Regions from separate parts of the Mus musculus genome. Here regions 2, 3, 4, 5, 6 and 7 are each linked to region 1. Evidence: chromatin contacts called from public Hi-C, HiChIP or PLAC-seq, Micro-C and promoter capture Hi-C data. All regions are on one chromosome and are shown on one strand. Each heading gives the region's core, a stretch centred on a gene start, on an enhancer-like site or on the middle of the called end of the contact. The rest is flanking DNA. Distances are from core to core; before and after follow the strand shown.

Region 1 (2,578 bases), core at 30-2,529:
GTGAAAATACTTGCAGGGAGATAGGGCCAACGGACACACTCCTTCAGACAAGTCAGTACCTTCTGCTATGTTTTTTTTTTTTTTAAGTTAGCATATGCTGTTCCGTGTCTCCATGGTAACGGGACAGGGACTCTTTCTTCTATTTATGGAGTTCCTCCTTGACCTGGGTTCTCTGGTCTGGACCTGAATACACACTGAGAAGCCATGAGGAAATATCAATTCCCTCTGGACCTAGCTGTTTTAGCTTAGTGGATTAGGCCTTGACTCCTGCAAAGGTGATACACTGGAGAGAAGTATCAGGTGTAATAGTATCTTGATTGGCAATAATTTCAGATGGGGAGTTGCCATGGAAACCAGGAACCCTGCGGTACCAGAGAAGCTGGGGTCTTCCACTCCCTTCCCGGCAAGGCTGTCCTTGTAATGTACCAATCGTCAGTCCCGTGGCCTTGCCTGAGCTTGCCATTTGCAATTTCATATGCCATCTCTGGTAACAACCTAAACTTGAGAAGGAACGAAATAATATTCAACGTACACCTGTGCCTACGGATGAATCCCACAGGTTTCCAACCATGGACTCAACGCCTTCTGACCAAAAAGGAAACCACTCTTTGGCTTGTGTTTTGACCATGAGTTTGGGAGAGTCACGCTGGACTTGACATGTAGTTGACCTCGTAGACCATGTTAAGTAGAACACAGTAGTAGCCTTGAAGGATTTACTAAGACTAATAATAGATGGCGCCTAAGTGCTCGGCCAAGTCGGCGCTGAGACTCGGCTCAGCCCTAGGGGGCGCCATCCGCACCGAGGCAGTAGGAGGGGCCTCTCCAGAGGCAAGCGGCTGCGCCACGTTCTGCTCTTCCACTCGCGACTCCGCCACCCGCCCACTTTGCGACTCCCTAACCCCACGTATGAGTCTTTCACGACGAAGGACCAGAAATCAGGACCCACACGTAGCTCCAAGCACAGGGCAGGCTCCACCGCAGAAGCCTAACCACCCAACCCAAGTGCCAACAGGGCCCCCAGCTCGGACCTGCAGACAGCCTAACGCGGGCGGATACGGCCCTGCCTTTCTAGCTGGACCTCCTGGGCATAACGCCCGAACCGGGCTCCAGGAGCAGGGGCCAGCAGGCAGGCGACAGCGAGCTGCAGGGTCGCAGAGAAGGGCCCGGGAGCAGCGTGGATCCGCCGCTGCCAGAGCGCGCTCTCCTCCCACGCCGGCCTCGCGCTCGCTCCTCCTCCGCGCTCTCTCCGTCACCCCTGCTGTCCCCTCCCCCGGTTCCCTCCGGCCCTCCCCCAGCTCCAGAAGAGCGCGCGGCTAGGAGATCGGGCTGGTTACTTCCTTCACCGCGGCGTTGAGCACAGAGTGGACACCACTGAGGCCCGTCAGTCCCCGCCACCTTCCCCGGCCCCGCGCGCCCGGATCGGCCCTACGGCCTCGTCTCGCCCGGCCTTGCGCGCCGGGACCGCCGCGATCTCCTCTCCCCGCCGCCCTCCGGCTGGCCCTGCCTGCTGCGGCGCGGTAAGAGCGGCCCCTGTGCGCGATGGTCCTCAGCAGAGACTCCGCCCGGGGTGGGGTGTAGTGCGGGCGGCCCCTGATCCCGCCGGGCCATCGCGCGCCCCAGAGCCGCTCCGGCTGGTTCCTAGGCACCCAGTGGCCTCGGAGGGGGACCCAGGCATCGGGCAGGGCGCGGGCAGACCGCTTTTGTTTTGGGGAAGCCAGTGGTCGCCCCGTGCGGTTCCTGCCCGGGGTGCGCGACTGCGTTTCTCGAGAGGGCTTGAGGCACCTGGAGAGGTGGCCGAGGTAGCCCCAGGTTCGGGGTGACTTGAGTTGGGGAGGCGCTAGGCCTGGAAGGATGTGGGGGTGTCCGGATCATGGAACACCTGGGAAGTTGCGGCTCCCGGGAACGTGTCACCTGCTTGGCCAGGTCTGGGCTCCCCTGGGCCCTGGGAAGCCAGTACGGGATACGGTCCAAGTAGGGGTGCTGGTGGCTGCTCTGCTTTTATTTTCTCCTTAAAGCATATGAATGAAGGGGTAACCTGAAGCGTTTGCGTATTTGACTTTTTTTTTTTTCTAATTTACTATTTAATCTCATAAGACTTGTACTAGCCTGCACTCAATTTCAGGGGAGCCTAAAATAGTAGTTGACTCGCTACTTATTTAGAAAGTAAAGCGGTGAGCAGTCCTGGTTGGAGAGAGGAGTCATTTAATTCGCCAGTTGAGAGACTTGCTCCCGCTGTGGAAGCTCCTGTCGGTATCTGCCTGCCTACACCACCGCCAATCCGGAGATACATCTCAGTGTTAAGCTTTTATTAAAATCTGAGTAATCTCGCAGTGCAGTTAATGTGAACACCGTGCATCCCACAGGGAAATAGCCAAACTCTCATATATGGAATTAGTCATTCATTTCTCTAAACTGATTGCTAAGCAAAAGGCAAACCAACCTTCAAAGGGTTTTGTCCTTTTATTTTATTTTTTTAACCTAAATTTATCTAAATACAAACTCATGCTCTCTTATATAAGTGATTACCTGTTCCACTAAGGATACAGTTATCCATGAAATTCTTGTTTAAAAACCTAAC
Region 2 (2,578 bases), core at 24-2,523, 440 kb after region 1:
CAAGCAGGTGTGTGTGTGTGTGTGTGTGTGTGTGTGTGTGTGTGTGTGTGTATGTGTCAAGGTGGGTTTGTGGGGAGGGAGACTTAGACACACTGCCATAATTTCTCACGAGGCTGCTCTTCCTTAATCTATCTAAAACCTCAGCGTGGAGAGAGAGCACCTGGCAGTCTGTCTACAGTCCAGTTGGAAGGGAAGGTTATGGAGTGGCAGTCTCCTAGTCAGCGTGCCCTTTCGTTGAGATAATTCATCCCACCGCTGCTGGTAGAAACACAGGCAGTGTTTCTAGAAGTAACCCGTTCTCTGACTAACGTGGCAGAAAAGACAGCCAACTATCTTCCACTTTATTCCCCATATACAAGTGAGCCGCGGTTCTTTTGTTATGAATACTCATCATTGCCTAAATTTAGATAATTTTATTAAAAGCTCACTGTAAACTTTTTCTTTGTGCGTGCTGAGCATGGCTGGTACCTAAGACTTCCCACATGCTTGGCAAGTCTCTACCAGTCACTATGTGATGTCTTTTGATGAATAAACTTATCTTTTAGGGTGACGATTTTCTACATTGTTCGTGTTTATTAGTGCTTAGTTTTAAAATGTAGTCGAACCATTTTACATGCGACAACGGTTTAGGAAACAGTTTCAGTTACCATCTATGATAAAGTAACTTTCTATTCATGCAGAGGCTTATCCTAAAATAAATTTATTTAAGAATAAAAGTGAGAGGGCTGGTGAGATGGCTCAGTGGGTAAGAGCACCCGACTGCTCTTCCGAAGGTCAGGAGTTCAAATCCCAGCAACCACATGGTGGCTCACAACCATCAGTAATGAGATCTGACTCCCTCTTCTGGAGTGTCTGAGGACAGCTACAGTGTACTTACAATAAATAAATAAATCTTTAAAAAAAATTCATATACATAAAAAAGAATAAAAGTGCGTTAGTTAACTCAGTAAGAACGTAAATAGTTTTCGGTTACTACAAGCAATCACAGTTTGCCAAAACCTGTTTAGCCTCCCGAAGTGGGCTATCACCCGGCTACGGAAGCCGGGAAGGCGAAAGGCGAAAATGGCTGCTAAGTAACATCCCATGCTGCCCCCTAGAGGAGGTGTAGCGTGCGTGCACCGCGGCCCGACGTGTAGCCCTAGCCGTGGCGCGCCGGCGCAGGCGCAGTTGACGACGCCGTCTCCCTGGTGCTGCCATAGCGGAACAGGACTGCAGTGCGCAGGCGCAGTTGACGACGCTGCTCCCAGGCGCTGCCGTAGCGGAGCAGGGCTGCAGTGCGCAGGCGTAGGCGAGCGCGGAGGCGCGGTCACCATGGCGCTGTCGTAGCGGTGCAGGTGCCTGGGATCCAGCATGAGCGCGTCCGAGACGGACCGCTGGGCGTGGCTGCTGGTGTTGAGCTTCGTGTTCGGGTGTAACTTGCTGCGCATCCTCCTGCCGTCCCTGTCCTCGTTTGTAAGTAGCTGCCGGGGGCGGGGAGCGGCCGAGCGCGGGGCCTTGCGCGGTCCATGCTGCAAGCTCTCTTCCTCCAGGTGCCTCCGAGCTTCTCACAGATCGCGAGGTTGCAACCAGCTCTGGAGGGTGGGAGGTCCCAAGCCACGCTTCGCGACAGAGGAGCAGCCCCGGCCCAGCATCCTCACAGGTGCCTGGCTCCGGAGCGGCTGATCCCCGGCTACAGGGAGCCCCCTTCTGTTCTGTCCGTGGGAACAAGGAACACTACAGAGCAATCTAAACAGGCCATACCGTTCTTGCACATTCAGGTTTCTGTTTATGTATGGGGGGTGTTTTTCCTGCGTGTGTATCTGTGCACTGTGTGCTTTCATTGCCAGCAGAGTCCAGAAGAGAGCGCTGGATGCTCTGGAATTGGAGTTACAGACATTAGTTATCTGCCACGTGGGTCCTGGGAACAGAACCCAGGCCCTCTATAGTAGTATCCAGTGCTCTTATCCACTGAGCCATCTCCAGCCCCAACATACTTTCCATATTTTACTCATGCCTGTATAATGAAGTCTGCACACAGTTCTCCAAAGGACTGGATGCAGAAAGGTTTAGAAGGACTTTTCTGTGTACTGGAAGAGGGATTGGGGACTACTAACTGGGGATGGATGTCCCCACACTCAATGACCTGTCTGCAAAGTTCTCTTCATCTGTCCTGCTATCTGTAGCCTTTAAACCATTTAAAAAAAACTATTTGTTATGTGAGAGTTTCGCTTGCATGTATGTAAGTGCATCACACGTATGCAGTGCTTTTGAGTCCAGAAGGGGCATTGATTCCCTGACACTGGAGTCAAGGACTCCATGTGAGCCACTATGTGAGTGTGCTCTTGACCACTGAGCTATCTCTCCACCCTCTTAATCTGTAGCCATTAAAGATTTTATGTGTGTGTGTGTGTGTGTGTGTTCTGAGTGTATGTATATGCACCATGTGAACGAGGTTGCCTGAGGAGGCCAGAAGAGGCAGTCACATTCTCTGGAACTGACTTATAGATGGTGTGAGCAGCCACATGCATGCTGGGAACTGAACCTGGATCCTCTGAAAGAGCCACAAGTGTGCTTAACCCCCAACACATCTCTCTAACCT
Region 3 (2,578 bases), core at 33-2,532, 430 kb after region 1:
TATGACTTGAGAGATAGACGGTTCCCTGGCTAAGTTAAGTACTCAGCTGCTCTCCCAGAGGATCCAGGTTCAATTCCCAGCACTCACTTGGCAGCTCCAAACTATTAACTCTAAGTCCTCTTTTGGCCTCCAAAATGCACCTACCCACACACACAGGCAAAATACACACAAACATTTAAGGTAAAACGCCAACTAACTATGGGGAAAACAGTTCCTCCATTTTTACTCTGCTCCATAAAACGTCCTGGGCGGGGAAACTTTACTTTTAAACAACGTGCATACTTATGCGTCTGTGCATGCTCGGGCTGTGTCTGCAGAAGCCAGAAGAGGTTATCAGATCCTCTTATCCCTTGGAGCTGTCACTCAAGAGACTCAGGTCCCTCTGTAAGAGCATTGTGCATTCTTAACCAGTGAGTCATCTTCGGCTCATACAGGCTCTTGAGTTTTTGTGTTTTGCATGTACGTATGTGCACCGTGTACCTGCTGCTGGGAATCAGAAAAGGGCACGGATCCTCTGGGAACTGGAGGGACGGATGTTTCTGAGCTGTCCTGTGGGTGCTGGGAACTGAACTCAGGTCGTCTGCAAAGGCCATGTCGCTGCGGATGAGCGAACGGACTACATGCCGCCCCCACCCACCTTCCAGAAACCTCCCCAACACTTAGAACAACCTCAACTAAGCGGCCTGCCTGGACACCTTTTCGAAACCTACCTTTCCCGCGGCCTTTTTCGGCTTCGCGTCCACCTTGGCAGGGGCGGGCTTCTGGCAAGAGATAAATTAATAAAAGAAGGGGGTGTGAGGCGCTGAGCGGGCGAGCTGGGCCCGGCCCGCTCGCTCCCGTCCCGGCCCGGACCGAGCGCGGTACTTACGGCCGACAGCCTCGCGGAGCGGCGCTTGGGCTGCGGAGAGAAAGACGGGGTGAGCAGCGCATGTGAGCGGCACCCCACCGCCCGCCCCGATCCGCCCGGCCCACCCGAGGCCCGCACTCACCTCCGCCTTGGCGGCTCCATCCGCGCTAACCTGCAGGAGAAAGCACAGCGGAGAACAATGCGGCCGCGTGACGTCACGCCCAGCCGCCCGCACCCCGCGAAGATTCCAGAGCCCCTCAGACCCGAACCCTGCGGGCGCCGCGGCCCCGCCGCACTCACCTTCCTCTTGGGCATCGTGGCGGCGCGGGGTGGGAGACGCGTGCGTCGTCGGATCTGTCACCGAGGAGCCGCACTGCCAAGCCGCCGCCGCCACCACCACACGAACTGCTGCGACCCGTCGCGGGGGCGGTGGGAGAACCGGATGGAACCGGATTGGAGCCCGCCCCCTCTCCCCCCGCGCCTCCCCGCCAGCCGGGCCGCCCCCAGCCTCCATTGGCTGTCTAGGCCCACCGCGCGCGCCAGCGCCCCAGCCCTTGCTCCCGAATAGGCACGGCGAGCTGTCACTCCGCCGCATCGCCCCGCCCCCTGGCCCCCCACCCCTGCGGGCGCGACCCCGGCCGAGGGGCGGGCCGGAGTCGCCCGACCCCGCTAGGTAGTTTGTTTGAAGCCGACAGCAAAAGTGCGGCCTGCGCGCTGATAAGTGGGGGCGTGTCACGTGGCCTCAGCATCGCTTTCCCACAATGCTCCGGACCCCAGGCGCCCGCCCGCGGAGTCCACCCGCGGACCCCTCGGGTTCAGCAGTGCCTAGGCGTGATTTGCCATTCGCCCGGGAGGGCACAGGCGCAGCCAGCAGTGCGCAGGCGCGCGCGGGCCGGTCGCGCAGACTCAGGCTGTCCTACGCGCCTTTACTAGCCTATTTTTAGGTAACTATGTCTGTTTTAGGTCTTGCAGCTGTCTCGGGCTCTTGCCCTCCCCACTGCATGGACCCCTCCGTCCTGTGTTCAACTGTGTGCAGGAATCACATCGGCCCTTTACAGACCCAGTCCTTCGCGCAGCGGCGTCGGGTCTAGCTCCGACTTCCAGATTGCACCTTTTGTTTATGGAAGGCAGTTAATATTGAGTATACCTCAAGAATGCAGATAGCGGGCTGGGTACAAGAGTCCCACCCGCAGCCGTATTACTGCTGCTCAATTGTAAGAATTATCATATATGTCTTTGCCTACCATAAAACTTGTATTTAGGACAGGGAATTCGAATCTTTATCTCTTGCACCGTTTAAGATTTTTACACAAACGTTTTAATCCCCCTACCCAGTAAACCCTTGTTTCCCCAAAGGCCCACTGCTGTGTTCCTGGGATTAGATGGCTTGCAGCAGTGACTCTTTGTCGTTTGAGCCGCGACCCCGTTCCCTTCATCTGTGGTCCCATCTTTTCATGCATGCCAGACTGAATTAAGACTGTGAGGTCCTACCCCAACTAGTGGGGGAAAGACATTGACACCACTGGAGTTAAAACCAAATGCACTTCCTGTCCTTTGGTGTTTTAATCTCCTGATTTTACCCTCTTAAAAATAAAGTTTGCCCTTCCGGGAAGCCCACCAGAGATGACCACTCAGACACAGTTTATAGCCAATTGGAAGTCTTTCTTTCCCAGGATAGCCAGGGCCACATAGAGAAAATGTCTCAAATGACAAAGTCTATTCCAGCGGCTA
Region 4 (2,578 bases), core at 22-2,521, 380 kb after region 1:
CCTACCCGAGTTCAAGGCAAGACAGTGGTACGTAATGACACCCTGTCTCAAAAAATAAATACACCGACTGACGGATGTCAACTTAAAGCCTGAACCGCTACATACAGCAAGATCAAGTGTGAGCCAACTTTCTAAAGGCAGTCAACACACAGTGCACGGGTCGGGGAAGCAGGGGTGCCGCACTGACATATTCACCACGGAGAACTCTGTGCGATCCTACAGAGGAAGGGAGTACAGTACAGGAAGGGGCCATTTCTCCACCTTGGGAGACTAAGGACTCTCTCTCTATTCCTGGGGAACAAGAGGTCTGAAAGTCTGGGCGGGGCAGAGAAAGGAGAGACCAATGAGAGCTCGAGTTACAAATCGGGAAGGGAGAGAGATGAGAGCGCCCCTCTCAGTGGCTGGCGGCCGCACCTGGAGCCCCAGCCCGGCCGCGAGCCAGGGGCGCCCCCGCCTGCGCCCGGCACCGCCCCCAAAACCATTTTCTGCCAAATCCCGCCCCCCACCCCGCCACCGCGAGCCCTCGGGGGTCGGGCCCGTCGCCCCGGGACGCCGGACCACCAGAGACCACCCCCGGGCGCGGCCCCGCGGCGCCCGCAGGGGAGCAGAGACCCGGCTGGGGGGCGCGGGCGCGCGGAGGACGCGGGAGCTGCTCACCAATTCCTCGTAGCTCCTGTTGTGCTCGTTGCCCTCCCAGTCCAACCTCTTCGGCAACAGCTGGAATGAGACACGAAAGGCGTCCGGGTGACCACCGCGGCCGGGAGGCCGGGCGGGACCGGGACGCGGGGGCGGGGACGGGGACGCGGGGGCGGCGGACCGACCTGGTACTGCTCCAGCTCCTGCACCAGCACCTGCGGCAGAGAAGACGCGCGGTCAGACCCCGTCAGCTGCCCCGCTCACCCCCGGTTCGTTCGCCCCCGGTTCGCTCGCTCGCCCGCCCGCCCGCTCGCCCAGCCGGCACTCACCTGCGCCGCTCGGCGACACGGGCCAGCTGAGAGGTAGCGGGCGATGAGAAAGTACAGCTCTGCGGGGAGAAGACAGGGACGGTCAGCGGCGGCTGCGCGACACCGGGCAGGGGACGCGCGGCCGTGTCTTACCCGACTCGATGAGAGGCACCGGACGTCGGGCCGGCGAAGGCTCCGCCATGGCGGGGCGCCGGGCGGGAGCGAGCGGACCAGCGAACAAGTGGAGCGCGTAGGCCGCGCCGAGGCCTGACCGGGCCGGCGTACCCCCAGCTCCTCAGGCGCGCGCCGCCGCCGCCATGCCGTGCGCGCCGCGCACCGACGCGTCCGCGGCAGGAAGTCGCGCGGGACCGAGGGGCGGGGAGCGAAGTAGTCCCCCCGCGGGGAGCCGGCGGCGTGGCACGACGCGGATGTGGCTCCTTGGCTGGGAGGCGGGCCTCGCCTCGGCGTCCTGTGCGTCGGGGGCGTGAAGCGCAAAAGGGGGCGGCGAGCCAGCCGGGGCTGCGTCCGCGGGGCGGGGGGTGGGGGGGCTGGGGCGCGCGTGGCCGGATTCCTGCGCGCGGTGAGGCGGCCGCCGGCCTTTGTGCGGCGGCGGAGGCGGTACGGCGAGCTGGAGTGGAGGGGGCGGGGCGGGGCAGGGCAGGGCGGAGCCTGGGAGGACGGTCACCTGGGCTGGGCCTGAAGACCCTGAGGCTGGGGAGGAGCTCTGCAGGAGGGTGGCTGAACCCAGAGCGGAGGCTGCGACACCACCTTACCCGCTGCCCTCCCGACCTCCCGCCGCCCCGCGTCCCGCGCCCCGCGATGGGTTAAAGATGCCCGGTACGGGTGACGGAATCTGGGAGTCCGCGATGACTTGACGGGAACTCAGAGGGCCCGTGGGAAACGGGCTGCGGCCACAAGTGTCAGTCGTTTTGTTGGAGGGGTGGAAGAGTTACAGAAAAATCCCCCTAATTACCGCTCTAGGCTCCTGACCCAACCGGATCTGTTTCACCACGTCCAGTGTGCGCTGACAAGCTCTGACGTAGAGTGCAGAACAGAACTAAACATGGCCATTGTTAGATTTATCGGGCAGCAGAGAGTCAGAAAAAGAGGCCTGACCTCAAACGACCTCGGCTCTTTATTCCCAAACACCAAAAGACAGTCGTCTTCCAACGGGAAAGCGAGCTCCTGTCGCGGGCTAGGGTGCGGCAAGGGAATTGTTTGTGTCTATAAAGAGTCTAGGGTGGTTCGGCTGTTTCTTTTCCTTAGGCTTAGGACATAGTGCTAGGGTGGCTCCGCATTCTTTTCTTAACCCCTGCGCCCCTGCGAAGGGCTGACCGAGCAAGGTCATTTGTAGGAGTCCTGTCTTGTGACCAAGGCGTTGTACCAGCTAGTCATTCTAGTGCCTGCGTGCGGAGGCAGAACGAGGTGTCCCAGTCGTGCCCGGGCAGTGAACCTTAGACTGGCTCCAACTATCAGGTGTATGATCCTAGGCAAATCACTTAACCTCTGTCTCAATTGGCCTTATCTGTAAATTGTAGCCAACAGTGCGGCTCCTTCCAGAGCTCAAGGATTTTATGAACTAATACGCATTTCCAGCCTCTGAGTTGACTTTCATTAATTACATGGAAAGTACA
Region 5 (2,578 bases), core at 58-2,557, 350 kb before region 1:
CAGAACAGGCCTTCCCCACCCCAGTGAAAGAGTGACTTTCAGCTGAGCGTGTTAATCAAGCGAGGTTGAGAAAAGCCACTCAAACTGAGAGTTTGGGTAACAATCTTGACATTACAAAATAAGCCCCGCCCAAGATGGAAGTTCACAGAGAGGAAATGGAGCTGAGGGGTGGGGAAAGACTGAAGACAGACACTGAGAGCAGGAAGCACCGATGCCCACCATCCAGCCCTGGATTTCCACGGCCTGCTCAAGGAACAACGTCAGGATTCAACGGATGTTCACTGAGTGCCAGAAGTCTCCTGCTCAATTAAGTCACGATAGCCATAAGAGTGTGAATGAATGCAAACACAAGCAATGAAGGAAACAGATCTGGCCACGGGCGTCCCTCCAGCTAGCAAGGTTAATGAGGTGAGGTCAGGGAAGCCTTCCTGGGGCCTCCAGGTTGTACACACCTGCTCTCACCTGCAGGAAGAGCACCCATGCAGCAAAGATGGATGGCTGGGTAAAGACCCTAAGATGTCGCAGACCTTGGGTGTGAGGAATGGAAGGAAGGACTGGAACATGGAGGACTGTGGAGACAGGGAACCCCGGGGCCACAGAGGCCTTGTAACAGAGTGAGTTTATACTCAGTGTGATAGGAAGTTTCCAGAATCAAAAGTCCCTGGCAGCTCCCTGGTGGGAAGGGACAACAGAACTGCCTCCAAGTGAACCTGTGACAGTCCCTGTGTATGAAAACAACAAGGGCCTGGGATAGGGCTCTTTACAAGGTCTGACTGCCACCATAGCCACAGAGTCCACGTAACATGGCCACCAAGACCCAAGATCAGATCCCCCATCTGCTCCGAGGGTTACTCTCCGGGTGCCAGGGCAAGAGAGTGCTTTTGATCTCCAGCCCCAGGAACTTGTTTTCAAGTGGCACTTTATCTCCAACCACAGGGAACAGGGCACAGGACTCCCCCAGTTACTCAAGTGTTTGCTTCTGAAACAGCCATGAAGTTGTTGCTCTGCTTACCAGAAGTCCCCTCATCTTGGGAGGAGAATGCTTTTGTGCAGAGTGAACCATGCATAGAGACACACGGCGGAGCACGAGGAGTGTGTACTGCACAGATGAGGTAGATACCAGGAGTGTCTGAGCATCAGACAGGCCTGTATCCCTTCCCAACAAAGAGCACTGGGCCTCAAATGTCCACCAGGGAGGTTGGGAAATGCTGTGCACATTTGGTTTCAACAACGACCCTGCTGTTACATCAAATGAGCCCAGGACTGACGCCCACAGGGAGGAAACGGAGGCGAGAGGTGAGGAAAGAGGATGAAGACATCGTGGAGGCCCAGGCATCTGTGTTCAGTCCAGCCTTGGATGTCATGGGGGCACAGAGGGACCCAAGCTCCCAGTACAAAGTGTGCAACTCAGCACCAAGTGTGCAACTGCTGCAGAGCTGGGCCTCCATGATCCTGCTTTCTTTCTCTTTAGAATTACCAAACAAAACACAAGGTTTTTAAACTGTTTTCATACATGTGTGTCACTGCGCTTTGCTCATATGTGTGTGTCACTGCACTTTGCTCACATGTGTGTCACTGCACTTTGCTCACATGTGTGTCACTGCGCTTTGTCACTGTGCTTTGCTTATGTGTGTGACACTGTACTTTGCTCACATGCATGACACTACTTTGCTCACGTGTGTCCTTACACATTGCTCACATCCATCCCGACCTTCCTCCCTCATGGTCCTCCCTCCTCAGTGGTTCCCTCCTCCCTTCAAACAGTCTGTCTTCTGCTTTCTTCTCAGGCTCATTTAATGCAGTTTTAGATGTAGATTCTGCACATGAGAGAAAACAGCGTTGTGCATTTCTCCTCCTCTCTGACCCTCTCCAGACCTTTAAGTTTCATCTCTTAAAGGTAATATATATATATTTCCCCCCCCCACCCACAGGGACCCACGGGAAAGAAGCTAGATTCTTAACCCCTCACCAGCCATGACCAGCCATGACCAGCAATGGCCAGCAATGACCAGCAGAGGGCATGTGGCAAAGGAAGCAAAACCCCTTAGGAACACAGAAACCCATGGCTGAGAGTGAGCTCCAGGCCTGCTCCTAAGAGCAAGTGCAGCCTCCCATTCAGAAGTCCACAGAGTGCTGTGCCCCCCCCCCCCCACCGTGCCATTGGCCAGTGCTGCTCAGGGCTTGCTTCTTTGCAGAGATGTTGACTAATCCCTTTTGCATAGCACATTTAAAACACAGGAAGACGACTCATGTAAATCCTGACTTTTTTTAAAAATATTTTTATTAGGTATTTTCCTCAATTACATTTCCAATGCTATCCCAAAAGTTCCCCATACCCTCCCCCCCATGCCCCTACCAACCCGCTCCCACTTTTTGGCCCTGGCATTCCCCTGTACTGGGGCATATAAAGTTTGCATGTCCAATGGGCATCTCTTTCCACTGATGGCCGACTAGGCCATCTTTTGATACATATGCAGCTAGAGTCAAGAGCTCCGGGGTACTGGTTAGTTCATAATGTTGTTGCACCTATAGGGTTGCAGTTCCCTTTAGCTCCTTGGATACATTCTCTAGCTCCTCC
Region 6 (2,578 bases), core at 52-2,551, 340 kb before region 1:
AAATGAGGTTCCAGTGAACAAAAAGCCTACAATTAGTGAATTGCTCATCGATCCATGAAATGTAGAGCCAGCCCCTTTCATTCTCTCAGTGAGTTCTAGTTTGCCTAAAGCAGCTTGCTGATTTTCTTCCTTCTTTCTCTACCTCTTCTTGCTCTTAAGCCTTGTCCTCTTTCCCCCTCCTCTTCCTCAGGCTCATCCCTCCAGCCTCAACAGCTGTACAACTAAGTAAAAGTACCCACGGCTCATGTTTCTCAAAGCTTCCCTCCTCCTGGTCAAGCTCATCTTCCAGAAGTGTAGAAAAAAGAAACAAAGTCAGACTTCTGAGAACACAGGTCCCAGACTGAGGCTCCTTTCTGTTGGAGTGTGACCCAGGGAAAGCTCCTTGACCCCTCAGGGCCCCTGACTCCTCTTCTAGAGGACGGAAATAACAATGTTCTGGGCCATGCAAAACCTGGCGGAACCTCAGGCATAAACATGCTCTCTGAGTGGTGCTGCATGGAGTGGAGGCTTCCACCTTGCTATTTCACAGCCTAGGCTGGTCTTCCCAGAGCCTGGAGCCTTCAAGTGCGTCTTTATAATTGAACCTGAATGTTACTGCCAGACCAGCTTTTCCAAAGCCTAGTTATCACCACGCAAAAGCAGCCATGCAAAATCTTCATGTGTGTGCATGTGCGTGCACTCACATGTGCACATGTGCAGACACACCTGTGGAAATGAGAGAAATGATATCGGGCGTCCATCTTGCCTTGCACTTTGTCTGAGGCATCTGTTCCTCACAGCTACTTATGCCAAGCTGTCCTAGTGAGCTCCTGGGGATTCTCCCATCTCTGCATCCCTTCCTGCACCAGGAGGACTTGAAACACACATTCATTCTACTTATCTTTGATGCAGTGTTGGGGATTCAAACTTGGTCCTTAAAAGCACACAGTGAGCACTCTGTGCATGGGACGGTCTCCAGAGCCTCAGAGCCACAATGGGCATCAGAACAGCAACCTCAGTTACCAATGGGCGACTGAGAGAAGCACCAGCGGGGCTGCTTGGAAGTCCTGGCCACTGAGTGATTCCACGGGCTGTGGAGTATTGTGTGTGCTGTGCCCTTCTCTCCACTAGGTGACAAGTGCCTGGGTGAACTGTATCATGTCACCCCAGGGATGAACTGACAAGCCAACAAGGTGCTGGTACCCAGCATGTGCACTGGGCTAAAGCGATGTAGGAAAACAGCCTCCTCATTTACCGGGCTGCTCAGAACATGTTTACTGAATTAATCAGCAATAATCACAATTTCATGGCAGGCTCGGTTGCTCAACAATGACGGTATTTCACATTCTCCGAGTGTGGATTCTCTCGTGGGGACGCACACGATGAGAGCATCTGAAGTTTTCTGTCTTCCAAGCCCTGTTTGGCTTGGGGTTTGTGAGACAGAAATTCCAGCCTGTTCTTACGGCGTGGCCGTGACATCTTGGCATCAAATTTACAGCTGAGAATATGAAGCAGATGCCACGGCACCCTGGGATTCCTGCCAGTGTAGCACAGCTGGTTCTGATCTGAAAACTAACACACAGAGCAAGCTAGCTGGCACCCACCGCCTTGTGAGGACAGGTGAAGAGTCTCGGTCAGGTATGTACGAAGAGCCTGTTTTCTCCCTGCATCTGACTCAGAGACATCCTCCTGGAGACCACAACTGGACTCTGATGGTCATTAGATTATCTCTTTAAAACACCAGTTATTGAATCTCCTTGGTAGTAGGTTGGGTCCTGTCCCCTAAAATTCATACATTGAAAGCTGAATCTCCAGTAGCTCCTAGGAATCCTTGTTTTAGAGACAAGTATTTCAGAGGTGACCAAAACAGACTAGTTCCATCAAAGAGGCCCATATTCCAGTTGACTGGAAAAGTCTGAGATGTCTGAATCTGATCTTCAAAACCTAGATTTTAAAAAGCCAAGCACCAGCATGTCATGAGGCAGAGACAAGTGGGTCCCCCGGGCTCACTGGACAGGTGGCTCAGACTACAGAATTCCAGGCACTAGAGAGCCTGTCTTTATAAACAAAAGGGATACATAGTGTGGTATTGTAGATGGACTGTGGGTTACATGAGCAAACACACACAGACACAGAGACACACACACGTCTGGACATAGCAGCACAAAGAGTAAAGACAATAAAGGAAGCACCGGCTTTTGCCCATCCAGAAGCCAGGGAGAAAGGCGTGAGCAGATCCTTTCCCACAACTCAGAAGCCTCCTCCTGCTGGCCTCAGATTTCCAGCCTCCAGAGCTAGCCAATACACAGAGTTACTAAGTTACTAAGCCAAGCGCAGGCTGTTACTTTGTTGCACCGACCCTAGAGAAACACTATAAATTCAATTAGGTTAAACTCAAATCTTAACCTATAACCTGATCCATTCTTTCTATGAAGGCAAATAAAACAGTCTGGTGAGATGAGAGCTGAAAGCCAAGTTTCTCAGTTGGAGAGGTTTCTCACCAGTACAAGTTTCTGAAACTGTCCCAGATTCAAAAGTAACTGTCGAGCAGCAGACCACAAAACTCACCTGGATTAGCAAGGCGGCTACTGGTCGGTCC
Region 7 (2,578 bases), core at 37-2,536, 300 kb before region 1:
ACTGTATCAATTTCTGATAAATCTCTCCAGGTGAACCCCAGGATGCTTCCCTTACAACTGTGGAAAGTTAGGAAGCCCTCGTCTGAGAACTAGAAAACCAGTGGTGACCATCCGTGGTTGACTTTGACTGAGTAACCATTTCTAAAAAGGACTGAATATCACCTTGATGCTTTGGTGATGATTCCCTTAGATGAAACATATAAAGTAAATGCAAAAACTGACAAACACTGTAAAAAATTAACACAGCAGCATGAACAGGTATATACGTGTATATGCATGCATATAGGTATATATATGTACATGTGTATTGTTATGTGTGCATGTGCATATGTGTACACATGAATATATATATATATGTGTGTGTGTACATGTTTATACACCTGTACATGTATGTACATGTGTATGTGTACATGTGTAACATATGTACATGTGTACATATGTATGTATGTGTGCGTGTGTATGTGTATGCATATATGTATGGGTGTGCATGTATGTGTGTATATGCATATATACATGTGTGCACATGTGTATTCATGTGTGTGTACATACGTATGCTTGTGTTGCTGACACCTGGTTCTTCACTGCACCTCAGTAGCTCTTCTGTTTTCCATCACACAACTTCCTGCTTATAACTAGCTATTAGATGTCACAGTCTCTAAACGCCATCTGCAACTGTTAGGTTATGATACCATAGGAAGAACATGGTGCTGATGGGCTGAGGAGATGGTTCAGTTGGTAAAGTGCTTGCAAGGACCCAGGTTCAATCTTCAGAACCCACACACTTTAATAAAGTTTCATGGAGGTACAGAAAAGCTCGATTTTCAGATTTTTCCTAAGAGGTAACAAGGGTCACTGTCATGACTGGCCCACCACTCTCACCCCTACTCCAAACAGGACAGGCTGAGTGAGGATGCATCTCAGGACCGGATCCCAGTGGAGTGTAACTGGGATGAGTCTCAGGCCTGGGTCCCACTGGAGTGTAACTGGGATGAGTCTCAGGTCCGATCTCACTGTAGTGTAATCCAGTCTAACCTCCCCCAAAGCCCCTGCCTAGTGCTGTTAATCAACCAAACCACCCTACCCAGGTTTCACAGTGTGAATGAAAGCAAGTCCCCACAAAAGGTATTTTTAGGGCTTCAGACAAGGAGTGGATTGTCTGGCCAGCTCTGGTGTAATTTGTGGGCCTGTTTTATTTCTGAATCAGATGCAGTGGAAAAGCTGCTTCAGAGCCCACGGCGGAGCAGCGGGTGGGGCTCGGCGTGATTCATGTGCGACTCCGGGCTCAGCCTGAACTATACATGTCTGTCTTCTCAGCTGCGTGTTATTTTTACTCTGGCTAAATATTCTCTTACACCTGGGATCTCTGCCTCTTCTGAACAACCCTATTCCTAGCCCTTTCTCAAGCAGCTGAAGGCAAAATTAATTAATCGCTAACTCAACAACAGTTCATTCTTTGTCTCCCAAAAGGGACTTGACATTTCCCGATGAGTTTAATTATTTAAATACATGCCTCTATTTATAGCTGAAAATGGTTATCAGCAAGACTGTGCCCATTTGGGTCTTGGAAACTAGAGGGAAATCCAAACTCTGTGGAGGGATTCTCACTGGGGACTAGAATATTCTACAGAATGCAACTTCTAAAGTTCCACAACGAAGTTCACACACAGCATCTCCATTTTGAGTTTCTTTAGCTTTGTTTGAAATACATTTTTCCGAAAGAAAGTAATCACTGAAATCATTCTGGGGTTCTGTGTGTGTGTGTGTGTGTGTGTGTATAAGTGCGCGCATGCGTACACATATGTGTATGTCCATTTTTGGGTATGTATATTTGTGTGTATGTACATATGTGTGTATGTATGTGTGTACACATGTGTGTATTTGTGTGTGTCTGTATGTGTATATGTCTTTGTGTGTACACACATGACTGTACATTTGTGTGTATCTCTGTATGTCTGTGTGTGTGCATGTGCATGTGTGTCTATACATTTGTGTGTGTCTGTGTGTATGTCTGCGTGTTTGCATGTGTTTGCATATGTGCATGCATACATGTGTGCATCTATGTGTGCATCTCTCTGTATGTATCTGTGTGTATTTCTGTGTGTGTCTGTGTGCATCTATGTGTCTGTGTGTATGTCTGCATTGTGTGTCTGTATATATGTATGTATGTAGGTAGGTAGGTATGTATATCTGTGTGTGTCTGTGCGTGTGAATGTGTGTGTCTGTGTGAGTGTGTCTGCGCATGAGTGTGTCTGTGTTTATTCTTGTGTATGTATATGTATTATTTATAGTGTGCATGTGTCTGTGTGTTTGTGTGTATTCCCTGTATACATGTGTATGTCTCTGTGTGTGTTATGTATGGTATGTATGCGTGTGTATGTATTCCTTGAGTATGTGTATATGCCTCTGTGTGTTATGTATGTTGTACATGTGTCTCTGTGTGTTTATGTATGTCGTATGTATGTTTGTGTGTCTTCCTGTGTCTCCCTGTTTATGTAGTATGGATGTCTGTGTATATTCCTCTGTGTGTGTGTATGTGTGTATTTCTGTGTATGTATATGCAGTGTGTGTGGTTTATGTG

Evidence for each region. Promoter capture Hi-C pulls out the DNA fragments that hold promoters and counts their contacts. Hi-C and Micro-C count contacts between places; a contact is called where the count stands out from the background. HiChIP or PLAC-seq counts read pairs in DNA pulled down with a chosen protein or histone mark. Capture Hi-C pulls out chosen DNA fragments and counts their contacts.
Region 2: a promoter capture Hi-C map of adipose tissue shows a contact between it and region 1. The contact joins the promoter of Get1 here to the promoter of Ets2 in region 1. A contact is called at or near these places in 1 of 39 promoter capture datasets (pre-B cells), 3 of 484 Hi-C or Micro-C datasets (CD4 T cells, CD8 T cells and embryonic stem cells), 2 of 115 datasets of contacts at active chromatin or transcription factors (extraembryonic endoderm stem cells and pancreatic cancer cells) and 1 of 9 other capture datasets (adipose tissue).
Region 3: a contact with region 1 is called in an H3K27ac HiChIP or PLAC-seq map of microglia, with 6 times the contacts expected there. The contact joins the promoter of Hmgn1 here to the promoter of Ets2 in region 1. A contact is called at or near these places in 1 of 39 promoter capture datasets (pre-B cells), 2 of 484 Hi-C or Micro-C datasets (both in embryonic stem cells), 4 of 115 datasets of contacts at active chromatin or transcription factors (bone marrow-derived macrophages, extraembryonic endoderm stem cells, microglia and 1 more) and 1 of 9 other capture datasets (liver).
Region 4: a contact with region 1 is called in a Micro-C map of embryonic stem cells, with 5 times the contacts expected there. The contact joins the promoter of Brwd1 here to the promoter of Ets2 in region 1. A contact is called at or near these places in 3 of 39 promoter capture datasets (cranial neural crest, maxillary cranial neural crest and pre-B cells), 10 of 484 Hi-C or Micro-C datasets (CD4 T cells, CD8 T cells, LSK cells and 4 more), 3 of 115 datasets of contacts at active chromatin or transcription factors (bone marrow-derived macrophages, extraembryonic endoderm stem cells and memory CD8 T cells) and 1 of 9 other capture datasets (adipose tissue).
Region 5: a promoter capture Hi-C map of the C10 cell line shows a contact between it and region 1, with 4 times the contacts expected there. The contact joins the enhancer-like site here to the promoter of Ets2 in region 1. A contact is called at or near these places in 7 of 39 promoter capture datasets (the 3T3-L1 cell line, the C10 cell line, cranial neural crest and 4 more), 5 of 484 Hi-C or Micro-C datasets (cerebellum, cerebral cortex, cortical neurons and 1 more) and 8 of 115 datasets of contacts at active chromatin or transcription factors (the NIH/3T3 cell line, bone marrow-derived macrophages, craniofacial prominence and 5 more).
Region 6: a contact with region 1 is called in a Hi-C map of muscle stem cells, with 2.0 times the contacts expected there. The contact joins the enhancer-like site here to the promoter of Ets2 in region 1. A contact is called at or near these places in 2 of 39 promoter capture datasets (cranial neural crest and second pharyngeal arch cranial neural crest), 6 of 484 Hi-C or Micro-C datasets (cerebellum, cerebral cortex, cortical neurons and 3 more) and 8 of 115 datasets of contacts at active chromatin or transcription factors (the NIH/3T3 cell line, bone marrow-derived macrophages, craniofacial prominence and 5 more).
Region 7: a Hi-C map of cortical neurons shows a contact between it and region 1, with 1.8 times the contacts expected there. The contact joins the enhancer-like site here to the promoter of Ets2 in region 1. A contact is called at or near these places in 2 of 39 promoter capture datasets (cranial neural crest and pre-B cells), 2 of 484 Hi-C or Micro-C datasets (both in cortical neurons) and 1 of 115 datasets of contacts at active chromatin or transcription factors (bone marrow-derived macrophages).

What each region holds. Positions count from the first base shown.
Region 1 is chr16:95,701,128-95,703,705 of GRCm38.p6, forward strand. It overlaps Ets2 (E26 avian leukemia oncogene 2, 3' domain), which reads left to right and starts at 1,280. Exons shown (of 10, transcript NM_011809.3): 1 at 1,280-1,517.
Region 2 is chr16:96,144,127-96,146,704 of GRCm38.p6, forward strand. It overlaps Get1 (guided entry of tail-anchored proteins factor 1), which reads left to right and starts at 1,274. Exons shown (of 5, transcript NM_207301.3): 1 at 1,274-1,452. The coding sequence starts at 1,351.
Region 3 is chr16:96,126,443-96,129,020 of GRCm38.p6, forward strand. Hmgn1 (high mobility group nucleosomal binding domain 1) reads right to left here and starts at 1,283. Exons shown (of 6, transcript NM_008251.3): 1 at 1,148-1,283; 2 at 990-1,019; 3 at 869-898; 4 at 711-761. The coding sequence starts at 1,162.
Region 4 is chr16:96,081,157-96,083,734 of GRCm38.p6, forward strand. Brwd1 (bromodomain and WD repeat domain containing 1) reads right to left here and starts at 1,272. Exons shown (of 42, transcript NM_145125.3): 1 at 1,098-1,272; 2 at 966-1,024; 3 at 822-851; 4 at 658-717. The coding sequence starts at 1,146.
Region 5 is chr16:95,348,649-95,351,226 of GRCm38.p6, forward strand. No RefSeq gene overlaps it. Among named protein-coding and RNA genes, the nearest start is that of Gm31641, 90 kb to the left of the region's middle. Within about 2 kb of position 1,308, at least 32 of the 459 cell types and tissues checked have an H3K27ac peak or open chromatin away from gene starts, as enhancers often do.
Region 6 is chr16:95,366,105-95,368,682 of GRCm38.p6, forward strand. Erg (ETS transcription factor) reads right to left here. Exons shown (of 11, transcript NM_133659.3): 10 at 2,548-2,578. Among named protein-coding and RNA genes, the nearest start is that of Gm31641, 110 kb to the left of the region's middle. Within about 2 kb of position 1,302, at least 2 of the 459 cell types and tissues checked have an H3K27ac peak or open chromatin away from gene starts, as enhancers often do. A contact at or near this core is called in muscle stem cells, where this site is marked.
Region 7 is chr16:95,397,910-95,400,487 of GRCm38.p6, forward strand. All of the region lies in intron 3 of Erg (ETS transcription factor), which reads right to left. Among named protein-coding and RNA genes, the nearest start is that of Erg, 130 kb to the right of the region's middle. Within about 2 kb of position 1,287, at least 26 of the 459 cell types and tissues checked have an H3K27ac peak or open chromatin away from gene starts, as enhancers often do. A contact at or near this core is called in cortical neurons, where this site is marked.